4 separate regions of the Sus scrofa genome follow, and regions 1, 3 and 4 are each linked to region 2. A link is a contact called in public HiChIP or PLAC-seq and promoter capture Hi-C data. All regions are on one chromosome and are shown on one strand. The core of a region is the stretch at or near the end of the contact, and the rest is flanking DNA. Distances in the headings are between cores, read along the strand shown.

What was found. Promoter capture Hi-C pulls out the DNA fragments that hold promoters and counts their contacts. HiChIP or PLAC-seq counts read pairs in DNA pulled down with a chosen protein or histone mark.
Region 1: a contact with region 2 is called in a promoter capture Hi-C map of liver, with 6 times the contacts expected there. The contact joins the enhancer-like site here to the promoter of DHRS3 in region 2. A contact is called at or near these places in 5 of 5 promoter capture datasets (fetal liver, fetal skeletal muscle, liver and 1 more), 8 of 47 Hi-C or Micro-C datasets (alveolar macrophages, fibroblasts, liver and 1 more) and 2 of 2 datasets of contacts at active chromatin or transcription factors (alveolar macrophages and skeletal muscle).
Region 3: a contact with region 2 is called in an H3K27ac HiChIP or PLAC-seq map of skeletal muscle. The contact joins the enhancer-like site here to the promoter of DHRS3 in region 2. A contact is called at or near these places in 5 of 5 promoter capture datasets (fetal liver, fetal skeletal muscle, liver and 1 more), 22 of 47 Hi-C or Micro-C datasets (alveolar macrophages, embryonic fibroblasts, epiblast stem cells and 11 more) and 2 of 2 datasets of contacts at active chromatin or transcription factors (alveolar macrophages and skeletal muscle).
Region 4: a contact with region 2 is called in a promoter capture Hi-C map of liver, with 5 times the contacts expected there. The contact joins the enhancer-like site here to the promoter of DHRS3 in region 2. A contact is called at or near these places in 1 of 5 promoter capture datasets (liver), 8 of 47 Hi-C or Micro-C datasets (embryonic fibroblasts, liver, mesenteric adipose tissue and 2 more) and 2 of 2 datasets of contacts at active chromatin or transcription factors (alveolar macrophages and skeletal muscle).

What each region holds. Positions count from the first base shown.
Region 1 is chr6:72,495,549-72,498,248 of Sscrofa11.1, reverse strand. It overlaps VPS13D (vacuolar protein sorting-associated protein 13D), which reads right to left. Exons shown (of 69, transcript XR_002344909.1): 67 at 652-783. Among named protein-coding and RNA genes, the nearest start is that of DHRS3, 100 kb to the left of the region's middle. Within about 2 kb of position 1,343, at least 15 of the 83 cell types and tissues checked have an H3K27ac peak or open chromatin away from gene starts, as enhancers often do. A contact at or near this core is called in fetal liver and liver, where this site is marked.
Region 2 is chr6:72,597,785-72,600,484 of Sscrofa11.1, reverse strand. It overlaps DHRS3 (short-chain dehydrogenase/reductase 3), which reads left to right and starts at 1,252. Exons shown (of 6, transcript XM_021095382.1): 1 at 1,252-2,495. The coding sequence starts at 2,301.
Region 3 is chr6:72,473,787-72,476,486 of Sscrofa11.1, reverse strand. All of the region lies in intron 66 of VPS13D (vacuolar protein sorting-associated protein 13D), which reads right to left. Among named protein-coding and RNA genes, the nearest start is that of DHRS3, 120 kb to the left of the region's middle. Within about 2 kb of position 1,291, at least 26 of the 83 cell types and tissues checked have an H3K27ac peak or open chromatin away from gene starts, as enhancers often do. A contact at or near this core is called in fetal liver, fetal skeletal muscle, liver and 3 more, where this site is marked.
Region 4 is chr6:72,526,452-72,529,196 of Sscrofa11.1, reverse strand. No RefSeq gene overlaps it. Among named protein-coding and RNA genes, the nearest start is that of DHRS3, 71 kb to the left of the region's middle. Within about 2 kb of position 1,331, at least 4 of the 83 cell types and tissues checked have an H3K27ac peak or open chromatin away from gene starts, as enhancers often do. A contact at or near this core is called in liver, where this site is marked.

The DNA.
Region 1 (2,700 bases), core at 94-2,593, 100 kb after region 2:
CTTTATTTTAAAGGAGCTATATAAGCAGTAAAAGAAATTACACTAGCACCTTGCTCTTTATCAGGCATAATGAATTGCCTTCTCTGGCCTAGTGGTTCTAACATCTATTTAGATTACAGAGCATTTTATGCTAAAAGGGTCTCTGTAGGCTATCCTAAAATAGTGATATAGTGAATTCTACCACATCAACTAGGAAAAACTTCACTAATTGAAAATACAACAAGATCCCAAGTATCTAAGCCTCCACATTCAAAGAGTAACAAAACAAACTTAAGGAAACTGCATTTCCAAAATTCTCAGGAACCGGTTGTTTGTTATTTGTTTACCTGTTTTGTTTTACCAGCAAACAACAGAACACCAGAGTTCAGGAAAATTTTACAGGGCAAAAACCCTTTAGAGAGTGAGAACTTTTTCTCTTCTCTCTTTGAACTAATTAGGAGACTGCCAACATTAAGGTCCTGCTATGGAGCTCAGTTTGAGAATCACTGTTCCATCTAAATCCATAAAACAATTGGGCTGAGGAATCTGGGCCCATTTCCAAGGTCTGAAAGTCATGATGATACCTGGATCAGAGAGAAACTTCTCAGACTCAAAGACAGCAAATACAACTTGGAGAACCCAAGGCCCTGGTTTCCTGTGGCTCCGACTTACAATTCGTCTTGTATGTTGTCTGTGAGTTTGAAGAGCTGCTCCTGGCCTTCTGCCTGGCTCTCGGAGTAGCGGGGCAGCAGGCCCTGGGGCCCGGTGCAGCAGCGCGGCTTCCGGACCCTCTGGGCTTGAGTCCTAGGTGAGGAGAGGGACAAAAAGCAAAGAGGTGAGGGCTTAGCGTTAAAGCCTTTTCCCGTCCCTCCTCGTCTGAGACGAAAGCACACCTGACACAGGACATACTCTAAAGCTGGTGACCGGATTTAAAGCACACGGTAAGAAAGTGATCAAGGACTCCGGCTGTGAACGGGGAATCTGGCCTTTGCCATTTTCCAGCCGTGACCATGGACACGTCAGTTAGCGTCTTCAACCCTCAGTTCCAGTTTTCTCTGTAAACAGGGTGATGACACCTGCCTCACAGGAGTGCTGTGAAGATCAAATAAAATCTTGCCCATCCAGCCCGTGCTGACAGAGGTGGGCTGCCCACCAACGGTGGCTCTTGTCCTTGTTCCTACCACTGGACTTGCAGGTGGCCACACTTTATTTTCTAGGAATGCCTTTGGGAGAGGCACCTCTGGGTTTGTAAAGGGTCGGGAGGAAGAGGGAAGGATGCTGGGCATTAGTAAGCACACACAGAGCGTCTCCACTCCTTCCAGGATGAGCTCAGCTGCCTGGGTGTAGGATGAGGGGCACAGAACCAGGGGAGGGAGAAGAAGGCTCTCTGGACGGGTCCCAGGCCACAGCCTGGGATGCTGCAGAGGCTCTAAGCTGTGGCCCGCAGCTGTCGGCTGCCCAAAGGAATCTGCTTTGCTATGGCTTTCAGGGTAGGCTGGTGTTGTCTTTTTCCACAAACCATATACAGGGTAATGGATAAGTACTTTTTGGTGTTTTCCTAGAAACAGGAGTCCATATTTGTTTTGGAAAGGCTGTGCATATTTCAGATGACTGATAAGAGTGTGCCTGGTCTGTCCCAGGCCTTGTACTTGGTGTACTTTTCATTATTTGTTCCTGGATTCCACTGAAGCAAAACACCCTCTCTAGACACATCTAAAAGCGATGGCCAGGCTCACACCCGGAATCAGCAGCCAGAGTCGTGTGCTCACAGCAGTGTGGAGACTTACCTGCAGGGGCAGATGGGGCCTGGGGGCGTTTCAGGGTAGAAATATGCACAGAAACAGTCAGAAACGTGCCACAGGCAACAGGGTGGATTAGCTGCAAAACTGGGACGACTCAGAGCCCTCCTGGACCCACGTTAGCACTTGGCCTATCAGGCCAGGCTCTCCCAAGTCTCGGGCCTGGGTAACGTCTGCCATGAGCTGGAAACCCAGAAATCCAGGGATGATTTTTTTTAAAAGTTCAGTAGTAAGGATGCCTCCAGTACTACTTGTTGTGCTCTTCAAGTAAGACTAAAAAGAAGTCTTGGCAATCTGTGCTAAGGGACTGGGTAAAAAACCCATTTTATTGCTATCATCTAGTCGCCCACTCCTGCTGTGCAGTCTCAATTCCTTCTCCAGGACTCAGGTCCTGCTGGCTTTTGACTTTTTTTTTTTTTGCCATTTCTTGGGCCGCTCCCGCAGCATATGGAGGTTCCCAGGCTAGGGGTCGAAATCGGAGCTGTAGCTGCTGGCCTTATGCCAGAGCCACAGCCACGCCAGATCCAAGCCACGTCTGCAACCTACACCACAGCTCACGGCAATGCCAGATCCTTAACCCACTGAGCAAGGGCAGGGACCGAACCCGCAACCTCATGGTTCCTAGTCGGATTCGTTAACCACTGCGCCACAATGGGAACTCCCTTGCTGGCTTTTGAGACCCCAACGACTGGCTGGAAGTAGGGAGGGCAGTGAGGGGATCTGCTGTTAACCCCTCTCGGAGAAGCCTGACAACTACTGTTTTAAGAACTAGGGGATAGAGGGTAGTGTACTTTTCCAAGGAGCTGAGTCCTGTTCTTCTCTCTGTGCCCAGGGAAACATCTATCCAGGACAGACCAAAGAGCATCTTTTCCTCAAGACAGTCCTACTGTTCCGTCAGCCCTAAAGCTCTCGAAAGAGGCTG
Region 2 (2,700 bases), core at 3-2,502:
CCAGTGGTCCAGATAACGATTTTCCCAATTCACCTGGAAGGATGAGCCGGCCTGTAGAACACCCCCCCTCACACCAGGCCTGCGAACTAAAGGGTCTTTGCAGCCCAGGGAGGAGGTAAACCCCAGCCACCCCCTCCCCCAAATACGCCTTTCTCACCAGATGCTCAGCAGATCGTGCAGGCAGAGCACTGATTCCAGCACACCCAGCACTGCTGAATCAGAACGTCTGGGGCACGGTGAGGCCCAGCACTCCGCGTCTGAACAAGCCTCTTGCTGGAGAAGGGCTGCCCCAGATTACAGGGCACCTGCCTGGCCCACCCTCTCTCCTCCTGGCCTGGGACATCAGGGGCAGCAGGAGGCAAGTCCCATCAGCACTTTTAGCTGGGACTGCTTTTTAGTGACTCACCTCCCAGACTTCCTGCAACAGACAACTCTAAATAGAGTCAGGTCCCCCCAACACACACACACACCCCAGCGGGCCCAGCCCCAACAGGGGAGACCTTCTTGTTTGGGGGGAAAACAGGAGGTGCCAAGGTGGGTGCCCCAAAGAGAGGAGTTTCTGCCTGCACAGCACAGGGGGCACTGGTTTAGCACATTTTGTTTACAGGCCTTTGTTATTAAGGAAATTGCTGTCAGTCAAGGTAATTCTAGCCCAGATGAGCAATAAATACGCTCCCAGCTAATCTTTCAGGGATTTTATTGGCACCTTGGGGGCAGAGGTTCCTTTACCCTGCCCACCCCCTGCCCCTCAAAGCAAAACCCTACTCCCCAGCTGCTCCCCCCCACCCCAGCTACTTGAACAACTCGGGGCATGTTTAGAAAGTGCACTCTAAAGTTAAGACAGGAGGCCTCTGGGCAAAGGTCGGAAGTGGCTTCCTGGTCCTACCTGGAAGCAGGGGATGGCCAAAGGATCTGAAATAAACCCTGGGCGACCTGATGGCTTGAGGCGAGCGCGAGCTCCTCTGGGCCTGCCCAGCACGCAGAGGGGGTCACCTGGCCTGCGGGCGCCTCTGTTCGGGGAGATCGCATCCCAGGCAGGGAGGAATGTCTCAAGGAGGGAGCCGGCTCGCAGGAGTCGGTTCCGGCGTGTGAGTTGCGGCGGCGAGCCCTCAGGGACACTGCCGGCAAGCCCTGGCCTGCAGAGACGGGGAGCCGGCCGGGGGAGAGCGCGAGTCGGAGCGAGCCCGAGTGCGCGCCCGCGCGCGCGCCCCGAGACTGCGTAGGGGGAGGGGAGCCCGCGGCAGCCACTCACAGGAACGGTAGTGAAGCCTCTGAACAACTTTAACTGTCAATCAGACTTAATGGAGTATTTAAAAAAATGGGGGGGGGGCGCCCTCTTGCTCCTCTCCGCGGCTGCCCCGGGAGCGAATGGATAAGGCGCCGGAGAAGAGGGAGTCCGATCCACGCGCGCTCCGCACCCGGGCCCTCTCCAAGTTGGAAAGGACAAAAAGAAGGCAATAAATGCTTACAAGGGAGAGAGAGGGAGCCGGATCGAGCGGCAACTCCCAGGCTCCGCTGGAAGAGAGAGGGAGGGAGGGAGCCGGAGAGAGCGAGCGCGCGCGAGGGCGAGCCATGCACGTAAAGAAACTGACACCCGGACCCCCCACTTCTCCTGCACGTTGCTGGCAATCAGATCGCTTTTAAGCAATTTCCTGAGCCCAAGAATAGCAATGAGACGGGAGACTTTTGCGGACTGAAATTGGGAGCTACAAGCACTTCCCCCCCCCCGCCCCCCAGCACACACACTGTTTTTTCCCCTGAAGAAGGGGTGGGGGGCGCTGCAATTTGGAAACAGCTCTTTTTTTTTTTTTAGTCTTGCACTTTGAAACCGCGGGACTGTAGCAGGGTGCGCGCGTGTGGTTGGTGCTTTTTTTTTTTTTTTTTTTTTTTTTTTTCCTTCCCTGCCTAAACTCCTCTGTCAGCCTGTAAACATTACCTGAGAATTCCCCAGCCGAAACGGCTGCTGGGGCAAGAAAGTTCTTGTTAGAACTTTCCACCTCCGGCTTCCCCTCCACCTCTCTTACTGTCCCAACCTTCTGAGACGCTTTTTCTCCTCCCGAGGATTTATCTCTTTCTCTCTCTCTCTCTCTCTTTTTTTTTTTTTTTTCCCCTTTTCCCACCCGATGCTTGCTTTGCATTTGGGAAGAGGTGATTTCTAGAGTGGCCAGGTGGGACGCCTCTCTTCCCCCTTATTTGGTTTATTTATTATTGTTGGGGGGGTATTTTCTTTTTTAAGTCCTATTTTGTTCGGTCCGGGGAGTTTCGCCCCCCCACCCCTGCCCGGCTCCGCGGCGCGGAGGATGGTGTGGAAATGGCTGGGAGCGTTGGTAGTGTTCCCTCTGCAGATGATCTATCTGGTGGTGAAAGCTGCCATCGGACTGGTGCTGCCCGCCAAGCTGCGGGACCTGTCGCGGGAAAACGTCCTCATCACCGGCGGCGGGAGAGGCATCGGGCGCCAGCTCGCTAGGGAGTTCGCAGAACGCGGCGCCAGAAAGGTACCGGGGCACCGCAACTCCAGGGGGTGGGGGCTGAAGGCGAGGGCGACCTCGGGGGTAGGGGGTGCGCCCACCTGCCACCGCTGCCAGAACCAGGGAGCAGGGTCTGAAAGTCGCCGGCCACCCTACTTTTCTGCGCCACCCGCGAGTGCTGAGCTAGTCAGTTTCACCTTGTACATTTCCCGGGGCACCAGCCAGTCTTTTT
Region 3 (2,700 bases), core at 42-2,541, 120 kb after region 2:
TTTTTATTTTTAGAAAACATCAAGCTTTCATATATCTGGCCTGGGCTTTCTTTGTCCCAGTGCCCAGCTTCCTACTGAGGGTGCAGCCGGCCCCAGCGGAGCCCCTGGTGCCACTCCTCCAGGGCGTTACACCTCAGCCACGCAGACTGACCAGGGCCAGGCTGACCCTCACTCCCTTTGAGGCGGGAAGACGGAGCTGAGGGGGGGATGGAAAGCCGTCTGCAGGAGGCCACAAAGCAAAGCAGTGTCAGAGGTGTAATCAGGGTTCTGGTCTCATAGCTGATAATCCAGTACCCAAAGGGAACATCCAGATAGGTTATTTTGATCACAGAGGCTCGCGTCAAAGAGGAACTGATCCTACACGGACGGAGTAAAAGAATGCGAGCTGCTGTCCCTTCAACACAATAAATCAGAAAGATGTGCCGGGCAACTCTGTCAGCTCGACCAGGGCACTTTGGGAATAAAAATAAAACCCCATGAATCCTATCTCCAAACATAAAGAAAAGATAAAAAAGACCCATGGTGTAAATAAAAGTGTCTTGAAAACTAAAAAGTGTCTTCGATTAAAGGATCTTAAAAATCTGTCACTAGAGCACTTTCTATTTATCACATGGTCAGCGTAGGTCTAAGTTCCAAATGCACAGCCCAGCCTGGGTAGCCTCCCTCACCCAGCAACACCCAGAATTTCCTAAAGGAGCTAAATTTCTGGAAATAGGACAGATGGGAAGATGAGTTTTTAAATGAATTACAAAATGAACATTTACAACCTAGAGAAAACTCATTTCCAAGAAGACTTAAAGCTTTATAATAGCCAAAGTTCTCTCCTAATTTCCTTATGCGGAAACCATGAAATAAAGGGTGCATGTTGAGAACAATGTTTCAAAGAGCTCATCACACCCAGCTAGAAATGAACAAAGGCATTTTTCCTTTCAAACTCTACCCTGAACCCAAGAGCATTTTTTTAAAGCAGACCCCAGGGACCCAGGACCGGGACTGGGACCTACATGATAACACTGTTGCGAAACCGTCCTCGCGGGAGTCAGACAGATAAGCCCTCCGCAGTTCCAAAAGCCTCACTGAAGGGGGATCTGATTCCACAATTCAAAACCCTTCAACAATACTAAACAGTGGACTGTCATGCGTCTGGAAAATATAACCATTTTTGAAGAATGCTTTCCAAACCACGTAATGCTTTTAAAGCTGTTTATCAAAAGAGCTGGATGAGCAAGAGTGGCCTGAAACAGCGTGTCAGCTGCTACAGGGTCGCATGCCCCATCCGAATTTCCGTAAGCGCTCCATCATTCTCGGCTGTCCGGCCTCTGGCAGACAACAGATGCCAATGTTTGCAGGCATTCGCTACATAACTTTTACCCGACAAGCCTGGCTCCGGGACAGATTTCCATGTCATGTGGGGCTTTTGGCTGAACTCTGCTCGAACCCAGAGGCATATCATTTACAGCAGACACTAACAATAGTTTGGGATCACCTGCTCTTCACAAGCGGGTTCAGAGCAAGTTCGTGGCCTCCACACACCTTTTCCAGTGCGGTTCTCATCCACAAAGCCTGAGCGCCCAGGTGGGTTCCTCCACCCAGAATCCCAACCACGTGACTAGCACAGGTTTGGAGGCCTGAATTTAACTGGCTATTTTTGAGCGAAGAAAGAGAATGAATGGGAAAGACAAAAGCCCGACAAAGCACATGAACTCCCCGTCCTGGCACGACCGCAAGGGGTCGGCAAGTTTTCACAGAAAAGGGTAAAAGTAAGAGGTAAAGATAGAATCCCCGCTTCACTCATGCTCAGCGCCCCATGTTCAGAGAGAACACCGACACAAATGCCATGTCGGGGGCCCTGATTACACGCCACATGTCATGCCAAGGGCTTTATACACATTATGTCATCGAATCCGTGGAACCCCCCCATTGAGGTGGGCATTATTATTCCTGTTTCACACGAGTCAAAGGAATTTCACCTCGCAGACAGCAGGGGGAAGGACATGCTCCAGGCCATAGCTAAGAAATAGCAGCGAGATGACTCAAGCCCGGGGCCTGCCCTCTGACCTCGCATTGCAGACATGGGAAGCAGGCAGTGCTGTGGGAGCCCCTTCTTGGTCCCTGCGAATGCTTGCTTTCTTTTTGCCCTGGCTACCGCCGGGCTCCTTCCTGTTTCTTCTCCAGAACTGGGGAAGACCGGTGATTTTATGTTCTTTCCACGTCTTTCTGAAGCAAGCGCTTCCCTTTGAAGAAGGACCTCTTGCCCTTGGAGTGTCAAGATAAGAAAACTTTCAGCAACTTCCCTTGGAAACTACAAAACACCCATCAGCACCCAGGATCTAAGTACAGTTGCTCACCAGCTGCCGGCCCCTCTGAATAGCTTTTATGGTTCAATGAGGGGTGGTGACAGGGACATGTCACTACCGTGGGGTGTGCTATTTCTTTCATGTTCCTGGCATCTGACAAGAGCCTTCCACAACCTGTTTCTTTACAACACACAGAATGAGCGATTAAAGACTGGTACCAGACTTAAAGTTGGGGTTGGGACCAGCAACTACCTCTCTCCAGATGCATCCTCAATCTTCCCGGGAAAGAAGGGCCACTGACCACCTAAGCGGATGCCATTCAAAAGTTGTCCTGATGATTAAATGAGATAATGCGGGTAAAGAACACAGAACATCGTAAACACTCAGAGTAAAGGTTTAAAAA
Region 4 (2,745 bases), core at 82-2,581, 71 kb after region 2:
TAACCCACTTCGCTGAGCTGGGATCAAACCCACACCTCCGCAGCGACCTGAGCCCCTGCAGTCAGTTCTTAACACATTGCGCCACAGCAGGCACGCCAACAGTAAAGTACTTTTTAATTAAGGTATGCGCATGATCTCTTTTTTTGGTCTACATTATCTTTTTAGACATCATGCTTTTGCACACTGAAGAGCCCACAGTACAGAAGAAATGTAACTTTTATATGCACTGGGAAACCAAAAAATTGGTGTAACTTGCTTTATTGCAGTCGTCACTTGATTGTGATGGTCTGGAACCAAACCTGCACCATCTCTGAGGTCCACCTGTTTACAAATGTCACATCCCCACAGATGAGTGTCGTACAGATGAGACCAATATCGTATTGTATGTCAAATGCACTTCAATTTTTTGCAAAAAGAAGGTCATTGGGCAACATTTATTAAAATTATGATTGTGCATAATTCCTCTTTTGGACTTTAACTTATACGACCAAAAAAACCCCAGGTCTGAGCAAGGTGATTCTTTGTAGTTTTGTTTGTCACAGCAAGTAGACTGGAAACAACCTAAATGACCATCAGTGAGGGATTGTTAAATAAATTACAGTGTGTCTGTGCCACGGCCATCACGTTGCTCTCTAAGAAATGCAGAAACTCTCTGTGTCGATATGAATGATACCCATGACGTGTTATAAAAAAGGTAAGGTAGTAGCATGCTAATTTTTTAAAAATGAAAAATAAAAAGAGTGAAGAAAGTCTATAGATATATATGTAATTGCCCTGGGTAGATAAAAAGACAGATGATAGATAGTAACAGCCAAGTCCAGGGCTGCGATGCCCCAGAACAGATGGGCCGGGGGGGGGCCTTTGCATCCGGCCGGCCACCAAGGCCTTGGGCTGGTCTGTCTTCCCCCGCCCTGTGTCATGTGGGATGTGCCCACATGCACACCTCTGGCCTCTGTGCCTGGGACCTTATGCGCCCTGCGCAGCTGGCCAGGGGCCTTGGTTTTGCTTGCAGAGTTGCCTAATCTGACATTGGTGTTTAGAAACAAAGCCCGGATCTGAGAGGCCAAACCAGCGAGAAACAGAGGCCTTCTGGCCTCTTCTGACCCCAGCGGACCCGAGAAGCACCAGGAGACGCTCCCACCATTTTATGGTCAGAGATACTTGAACTAACCTTCCCTAACGCTGACAGGGAGTCCTCAAAGGGGAAGGAGCAGGGCCAGGCCAACCCACACCGGGTGTCCAGATGAGACAACGGGTCACATCTGCCTGGGTGGCCTGGGCACCCTGTGGGCTGGGAGCTGGCTGCCTACTGGCCTCCACGCCCTCCTTCTCCCGGTGCTGTCTGCTGCCCTGGCAACGAGGAGCCCGTGGCCTCGTGTTCTTCCCTGGCAGCCTGGCTCTCCTTTCGAGAGTTCTTGTCCAGATGTGTGTTCCCACAGAGCCCCCAAATGAAACAGATGCAGGACCCTGCAAACCGAGGGGGAACATCTGAAGGCAAGCTGCCCTTTGTTCACCAGGAAACTCCCCAAGTGCCAAGGCCTTAACTCAGAGGCCTGAACCTCCGTGGGGGGCTTTACAGTCACGGCTGGGGACCCGGGCAGGTCTGGGACGGAGAAGCCTTCCCATGAGACTTTGTCCAAACTCTGGGACCCACCACTGTCCCACTGGTTCGGCTGCATCCAGAGCAGGAAAGGGCATCCGTGCCCTTTGGAACCACCTCCCCCCCAACCCCACGTCCAGTATCACGTCCATCTTGAGGGGCCTGCGAGTGTCCTGATCTGTTCTAAAGGGTGATGACCAGGTGAGGAGTCAGGTAGGGTCACCGTCTTGGGCCACCCCTGGTTTCTCTCAGACAGGACAGGGAGCCGGTGATGTGCTGGCCAAGAAGAATGAAGGCAGCTCCTCAGCCTGGACCACAGATGGAGGCCGTGAACCCGCTCCTCACATGAAGTCCCAGGCTTGCTTTCCAAGGGCCCAGGGTCTGGACACTTCGGGAGCATTTTCTCTGTATTTCTGTGTGAGGCCAACGCTGGATTGTGCTATCATCCTCTTCTGGCCCATGGGGCAGCTGCCAGCTAGCGTGATTACTGAACTGTGCCTAATCTGAACCGAGATGCTGAGTGTACAACACATGCCAAACTTGTTTTGGCAGGGGCGGTGGAGGTAGGTTGGTATTATAGCTATGAGAGTTCCCTGGTGCCTAGTGGTTAAGGATCCAGTGTTGTCAGTTGGTTGGGTTGCTACTGTGGTGTGGGTTCAATCCCTAGCCCAGGAACTTCTGCCCGCCACGGGTGCAGCCAAAGAAAAACATGCTATGTGTTAATAGAAACAGCAAAGAACTGGGAGTTCCCGTTGTGGCTCAGTGGTAATGAACCTGACTAGTATCCATGAGGAGGCAGATTCCATCCCTGGCCTCGATCAATGGGTTAAGGATCTGGCATTGCCGTGAGCTGTGGCGTAGGTCTCAGACGCGACTCAGATCCGAGTTGCTGGGGCTGTGGTATAGGCCGGCAGCTACAGCTCCCATTCGACCCCTAGCCTAGGAACCTCCATATGCCTCGGGTATTGCCCTTAAAAGCAAAAAGAGAGAAAGAAAGAGTGATATAGAGAGAGAGGGAGGGAGAAGGAAAAAAGGGAAGAAAGGGCAAAGGACCAAAGAATTACAACGCAAGCTGTGTAAATTCCCATCTAAAGCCCATGATGTCTAGTATATTCATCCAGGAGCTCCCTAAAGCCCAGGAAGGA